Regions from separate parts of the Rattus norvegicus genome. Here region 1 is linked to region 2. The links are chromatin contacts, called in public Hi-C maps. All regions are on one chromosome and are shown on one strand. Each heading gives the region's core, a stretch centred on a gene start, on an enhancer-like site or on the middle of the called end of the contact. The rest is flanking DNA. Distances are from core to core; before and after follow the strand shown.

Region 1 (3,696 bases), core at 365-2,864, 220 kb before region 2:
ATGTATTAAGCATAAACATATTGTATATAAATAACATGTATAATATAATATACTGTGATATATGCATTATTTATTATATTAGACATCATGTATATTATAATTATATAGCTTTATTAAATTTATTCTTTAAGAATGTCATACATGTATCTAATACAGTCTGCTTCCACTCATCCCACATCTGCTGTTACCTCCCACCTTACCCTGTCAACACGCCCCTCCTCCCTGCACGTTCACTTCCCATATTCCTGTCTTTTCACTCTGTTTTTTGTGACTCACTAGGCTTAACCACGGATGTCTGTGTGGCAATGGGCCCGTCTGAGCCTGGTTCGGCCCATCAGTGGGTACACAAATGCAGTATAGGCCTCCCCTCTCCCAAAATCCATCAGCAGCCAACAGTTTAGCAGAGAAAGCTGGCACTGGTGAGCTGGTCCCCACCCATAGTTGACTGGTGACAGGTGCCATCTTGTGTAGGCCTAGTGAAAGGAAACACAAATACTGTGAGTTGGTGGTTGCAATGGTTGTGTCATGGCCAGAAGACGCCATTTCTTCACGCCCTCTCCATTATCTTTAAGCTCTTCATCCTCCTTTTCCTCTGCTCCCTGACCCCTAGCGGACAGGACATACACGTCATGTTTAGCGTGAAGCACTGAATCGCCGTTTACCCTCAGCATCTCGAGCAGCCATGAGTTTGTATTCACCACTGTTCATCGCAGAGAGAAGCAACTCCAACTAAGGCTTAAAGTGGCATTTGTCTACGGGATGAGCATAAATATTTAGGGAGTGTTTGCTGCCTCATCAGTTTAACTAAACAACAGTAGGGGCTTCAACATTCCTCACACACTCCTTGCTGAGGCCGCAGAAGCTGGTCTCCAAGCTGGACTCTGCTCAATACCTTGTACAAAGTCCATGTATGCTTATTGCAACGTCTGTATTCATGCTTAAGCTCAAACACGATTTCATATGTAAACTGAAGATATTAAAGAAGGCTAGCAATATGTTATCTACTCTATTGACACTTTTAAGTGTATTGTACACCGGGCCTTATGGGGGTTACTAACCACTCAGTGGTAACCATTCTGGGCAATTCTGGACCGTTCTCCCTCTCCAGAGAGCAGCAGGCGTGTGGATTAAGAATTTCCCATATTTATAATTCAAAAAAGTCAACCATGTTCCTTGCCTCCCCCTCCTCCCCCCAGCCCCGATGTATTTCCTAGGAGTTCTGCAGTTCAGACCTTTGAAAACAGCTGGCAACTTTACCCAGTAAAGTGACGTTGGTCTATTTTGTGTGAGCTAGTGAGGTTTTAAAGGTGTTCATACGCATGGCATAGTTTGTGGGCAGCTACACTACTGAGAATGTAGTTGGATCGTTTTAATTAAAATTAAAGCAAACGTGCTTGGTAATGAGTCAGCAAACCTTTCACCAAGATTTGACATAGCAGGGGGCTCTATGGCTGCCAGGGCTTTTGACTCAACGGTCTGCATCAAAGAGTAGACCTTTCTCTTTTTCTCTCATGTGCATCAGCTAGTGTTCTGGCTGCCTATTAAACCACCAGCGAGTTTCAAATTTCATCAGACTGGACTTTCCACTGGCCTTTAACTGGCTGAGTAGGAGCAGGAACGGAGAGCAAATGTCTGAAAAGCGTATTCGCGAATAGCATGTGAGTCACTTTCATTAAGCGGAGCTCGCCTCTTCAAACAGTACCAGGAGGGGGCAGCATACATCGCAGCTTGCAGACCTGCATCAAAGCAAAGGTTCTTAGGAAGAAGTCAGCCGCAGAGCCAGAAGCCTGGTGACACCGACACCGGGAAGCCAACAGAAGGCAAAGAAGGCACTGGAACAATATAGTTTTGTTCCTGAAAGTGAAACACCCCTGGTGCTATTGATGTCCTTTTAAATCTTCGGATATCAACTTTCAGGGATATACAGAAGTCACTGCCATTTGCAGAGAGAGAGAGAGAGAGAGAGAGAGAGAGAGAGAGAGAGAGAGAGAATCGCAAAGGAAGACCTAGACTCTGGTTGAGGTACAGATGACTAAGGTATAACCATGGAAATGTATTCACAAACAACTGGCTTCACACATATTGTCAGAGGTTTGCCATCTGCAGGGTGTGAACATTTACTAACTAGTTCTTCCCTTTCTTAACTCATTCTCCCTAACTAGAAATCTTTGCCCTGGCACAACTGTTTCCCGGCCACCCCCTGAAAGCTCTATTTTTAATTACCTTACTTTCCTCATAGAAAAAAAATAGTATATTTTAAAGGCACTCGCCAAAAATACCTGGGAGGAGATCTCAGACAAAGCTGTCAGAGAAGTGGTCAAAAATGTAGCGGGTCTTGGGCCTGAAATAACTCTTAACTCATCAGACAAGAGCATGTGTTGCTCTTATTGGAGACTATGGTTGGACTCCGAGAGCCACATGGCAGCCCACAACCATCTGAAACTCCAGTTCCAGTGGATTCCATGTCCTCTTCTGACCCGCTTGGGCATCACACACCCATGTGGTGAGTGTACATACATGCACACAAAACACTCATACACATAAATAGTGAAATAAATATTTTCTAAAGGGGGCAGGGGTAAAGTGTTCCTTTCTAGCCATGGTGTCATAGGAACAACATAGTACTGGTTGGTTGTATGTCAATTTTATCACAGGCTTGAGTCACAGAGACAAGAGAGCCTCAATAGGAAAGAGAATGCCTCCATAAAACCTGACTTTAGGTTAAGACTACAGAGCATTTTCTTAATTAGAAATTGATGTGGGAGGACCCAGCACACTTTAGGTGGTTCTATCCAGGGCTGGTGGTCCTAAGAAAGCAAACTGAGCAAGCCACGAGGAGCAAGCCAGTAAGCAGCACCCTTCCGTGGCTTCTGCATCAGCTCCTGCCTCCAGGTTCTCGCTGCTTTTGGTAATGAACTGTTGTATGGAACTGTGAGTGGAATAAACCTTTGCTTCCCCAAGTTGCTTGGTCATGGTGTTTCAAGACAGCAACAGTAACCCTAACTCAGACAAACATGTTACAAATGTAATAAACAGAGCAAATGGGATGTTTCTTGTCAACCTAGCCCCGGTGCTCATTGTAAAACCTTCTGTGTTATCATTAAGGGGTCTCCTATGCAGTAAAGTATTCACATTTCAACTGGTTAAAACTGTGAACAGTTAGAATAAAGTTTTCTTTTCTTTTTTTTTTCTTTTGTTAGGAGCTGGGGACCGAACCCAGGGCCTTGCGATTGCTAGGCAAGCGCTCTACCACTGAGCTAAATCCCCAACCCCAGAATAAAATTTTCTTAATTTTAAAAATATCATTTACATTTGATGTGTGCTGATGTGCTCAGAGTTTTTGCGATATGTCGAGTGAAAGCCCCCACTGCCCTTCTTTTCCTATAAAAGTAATAGTATTATTGGAAACATTCTTAATACCTTAGAAACCAAAATTTCTTCTAACTCAATGTCTCCTTTGTGCACCTTGCCAATTCTTCCCCTAAAATGAACTAAAAATGAGCAAGTCATGAATCACGCATGGTTCAGAATGACTCAAAATTCTAAAGAACAGATGTCCCATTATATTTTTTTCCCAGAAAATAATACAAGTTTTCAGCACTAGTGGCTTTCAAAAAAAAAATCCGCCAAATTCTATTTATACTAAGGTTTCAAAAGCAAAATATAGAGCTTAAAGGGGGGCACCAAGAGATAATT
Region 2 (3,848 bases), core at 367-2,866:
CACCCCTCACCAGAGAAGCTTCTCTTCGCAGCAGACAGAGACCATCTCAGAAAATGACAACCAGTCAAAATACAGAAATCATCTGACCATAGGATTCCCAGTCACAATGAGGGCACCCACAGCATGGCTCTGAAACCTGTGGCCCGGGGGATATTAAGGAAGAGGTGGTGGCAAAACTGTAAGAGCTAGAAGATCGGCAAGTCCGCTGGGACCCTGTATCCATGAGACCATGACAGTGACAATATGGCGCCCTAAACAAGACCTAGACAATGAAAGACCAATAGGTGTGAGTGGGAACATTTTCACAGGGTCCCCACCCCTAAGCAAAGGACAACAGCCTTCGAGGGACTGCAGAGAGAGGGAGAATTCACCTTCCCCAGGAAAGAGATCATAACTGGATGAAGGACACCGAGTGCTCAGCCCTGAAATCATGTACACAAAAGCAGAGTTAAACAGACGCAGCAAGCTGTACCTATGTGTTTATGCATTTTTATATGCACACATACAACGATGATCAAGGAAAAAGGAGCCATAGATTTTAAAGGGAGTAAGAGGGGAACAGGGTAGGGCTGGAGAGAGAAAACACAGGAGGAGGGAAATGATGTAATTATATTGTAATTAAAATAAATAAATATTAAGAAAAAGCAAGACGAACAACTAGAGTTCTCCCTGGCACCTATGCCTGTCTAAACTCACCGCTTAACTGTCAGATTTTCATATCTGAAATGAAACCGATCCCAAGGAGCCTCACAGAACATTTGTAAACACATAGATAGGTTCGGATCTTCTGCTGGCCGTGTGGGGTGTGCTGGCTAGTTTTATGGCAACTTGACCTAAGCTAAGTCATCTGACAGGAGGAAACCTCAATTGACAAGGCGCCTCAGTAAGACTAACTTATACAGACAAGAAAGTAGGGCATTTTCTTAATTAGTGAGTATGTGGGAGGGCCCGGCCCATTGTGGCTGGTTCCATCCCTGGGCTGGTGGTCCTGGGTTCTACAAAAACGTGGGCTGAGCAAGCCAGTAAGCAGCACCCCTCCACGGCCTCTGCATCAGCTCCTGCCTCCGGGTTCCTGCCCTGCTTGAGTTCCCGCTCTCACTGCTTTTGATGATGAACTGTTACATGGAACCGTGAGTGAAATAAACCCTTTCCTCCCCAAGATGCTTTTGGTCGTGGTGTTTCACTGCAACAATGATAACCCTAAGTAAGACAGCAGGCAAGGAGAGAGCAAAATATTCAACACCCCCATCAAGCTTCAAATCACTCGGTTCCCTCAGCCAATGAGGATTTTCACTGACTCAGAAAGTGCGAGTGACACCCTGTGACTCAGGCTGGGATACATCAACACACAGCACAGTAATGGATCCTACTCGTGATGCTCACAAACGAGCAAGGAAGTTGGGCACCGGAGGAATAATACATGCATGGTGAGCTTTATAACGGAAATAGGGAGCTAGAAGCAGGGAGGCAGGGTCAAGTATCTACACAAGTTTTCCGAAGAAAAGAAAGCAGAAGAAAAAACTTTTAAGCTGAGGATGTGACTCAGTGGTGGAGCGCTTGCTTAAGTATACACAAGGCCCTGAGTTCCTCCACAGGACAAAAAGTAAGATGCTTCTCTTGCGCATGCGCAGGGAGGGGGGCCTCTTTCTTCCACGTTGAAAGGAAGTGGAAGGGCTCTGTCAGAGGAAATGCGTGTGCAAATACCATCAGGATGCAGCCTGCTTCAAACAGGAGGAGGTGGGGCGAAGACTGAGCTAGGAGCCTTGGGCATTAGCCTACTGCTGGTGCCAAGCTGTTGAAAATGATAAACTTTGAAAAGCATAACTAGTCCTATCAGTTGGTATGGACTTCCTCAGTTCGTGTGGACTCGGAAGTCCGTTTCTGTTTTACGTAAAGGGATGCTGTGGTTATTTTTGTCCGAGGAGACCATGCCAGCTGCACCATGGATAACTAGTTGAAAGAAAGCCAATGGAGTTGTGGGAATGCCAGTTGGGTGACTAGGGCAACATGCTGTGCAAGAAGTGACAGGACCCAGATTCAAAGAACAAAGGTTGCCTAGAAAATGGCAGGAACTAGAATGTGGGGCCCTGTTGGAGTGAACAGATCACTGATGCCATGCCCTTGAGGGTACCCCCAATCTCAGTCACTCCCTCGGTATCCCTCTGCTTCCAGGATGCCATGACGAAAGCAGCTTTGTCCTGCACTCCCTTCTGCCTTGATGTTCTACCTCACCGCAGGCGCGCAGAGCCAGACAGCACCGACTGAACTCCTTTGAAACTGAAAACCAAAAGAGATGCTCCGCCCCCAGCCAATCTGTTCCACTCAGCATGTTGCCATGGTGATGAGTAGGTGACTGACAAGATGGGAGGAGGGGAGTAGAAAAGATGGAGGCGACCATCGTGCCGAGCAGAGAAGGAAGCAGAGACAAGAGAGGATTTACATTGATGTGGAAAATATAGAAGGGCCAAACACTTGATGAAGAAGAGCAACATTTTCTTCTTAAAAACTAAATGTCTTCCAGAGCTCTGGAATCAGAGGCAGGAAGATCTCTATGAGTTCAAAGCCAGCCTGGTCTACAGGATGAGTTCTAGGCTAGCCAGGGCTACTAGTGAGACACTGCCTCAAAAACAAAACAAAAAATAAAATCAACCAAACAAAACCTAAACGTTACATACAATTATAATGCAATAATTACATAGTAGTATATGTTCAAGGACTGTAGAAGAGAATAAACCTCAAGGAAAAATCATTTGTGGGTTATACCTTCCCATTCTGCCGTTTAAGATCCTAGCAGTAAAATATGAGAACATCTCAGAAAAAAATTTTTTTTCTTTTTCTTTTTGTTTTAGCGGGGGTGGTGTGGGATGTTTCTCTGTGTAGCTCTGGCTGTCCTGGAACTCACTCTGTAGACCAGGCTGGCCTTGAACTCATGCAGATCTACCTCCTCTGCCTCCCAAATGCTAGAGTTGAGGTGTGTATGACAACACACACCTGAGAACATATTTCTTTCCAGCAGGATGCTACTCACAGGAATCACTAATAAGTTTTCACATCTGGTAACAGCTTTGATAAATATAAATGTTATAAATTAACTTACAGAAATGGGACTGTAACTCAGTTGGAAGAGTTAGCCCGGGGCTCTGCCTAACATACACCGAGCCTTGGGTTTTCTCCTCAGGACCTCATAAAACCAGGCATGATTGTGCCCACCTTAAACTCTGCACTCTGCAGAGAGATGGGGGCGGATTGGAAATTGGAGGTCATCCTCGGCTACATAGCAAGTTTGAAACCCACCAGGGCTGGAGGAGTCCCTGCCTGAAATAATAATACAATAATTTATAAAGTCCTATTATCCGCCAGCCATGGTGGTTCATGCCAGTAATCCCGAGACTTGGGAGGCTAAACCAAGAGATTGCCTCTTTTAACAACATAGTAAGTTCTAGGCCAACCTAGGATATAACATCAAGGTCTGTTATCCACTGTGTGTGTGTGTGTGTGTGTGTGTGTGTGTGTGTGTGTGTGTGTACCTAAATTCTGAAACATGCTTCAGGAAGAAAACCTAGAAGAATGAGGGTCTGCCACAAGAATTCAGAAAATCTTGTTTTCAAACCTTCAAGTCTGACAGGGGCAAAGCTGCGGCTCACACACATTTGAAGGAGGATTACCTTTCGGATGAAGTTGACGTGGCATTCACCCTTCTGTTCCACTGGGGGGCACTCTGGGGGCACCCGGTATTGAGTGTGAGCTTTGCTCTGACACTCAGCATACTGCACTGCTGACTGGAACCGCAGCTTTAGGGAGTTCACGTCTTTGACCACATTGGTGACGTCAAAGCTCTGAAGTACAGA

The links. Hi-C and Micro-C count contacts between places; a contact is called where the count stands out from the background.
Region 1: a Hi-C map of liver shows a contact between it and region 2, with 2.5 times the contacts expected there. The contact joins two enhancer-like sites. A contact is called at or near these places in 4 of 12 Hi-C or Micro-C datasets (hepatocytes, liver and mammary epithelial cells).

The regions. Positions count from the first base shown.
Region 1 is chr2:226,824,354-226,828,049 of GRCr8, reverse strand. It overlaps LOC134485974 (a long non-coding RNA gene), which reads right to left. Exons shown (of 2, transcript XR_010064450.1): 2 at 156-473. Among named protein-coding and RNA genes, the nearest start is that of Nfkb1, 21 kb to the right of the region's middle. Within about 2 kb of position 1,614, at least 19 of the 93 cell types and tissues checked have an H3K27ac peak or open chromatin away from gene starts, as enhancers often do.
Region 2 is chr2:226,605,574-226,609,421 of GRCr8, reverse strand. Manba (mannosidase beta) reads right to left here. Exons shown (of 17, transcript NM_001031655.2): 4 at 3,666-3,836. Among named protein-coding and RNA genes, the nearest start is that of Manba, 24 kb to the right of the region's middle. Within about 2 kb of position 1,616, at least 43 of the 93 cell types and tissues checked have an H3K27ac peak or open chromatin away from gene starts, as enhancers often do.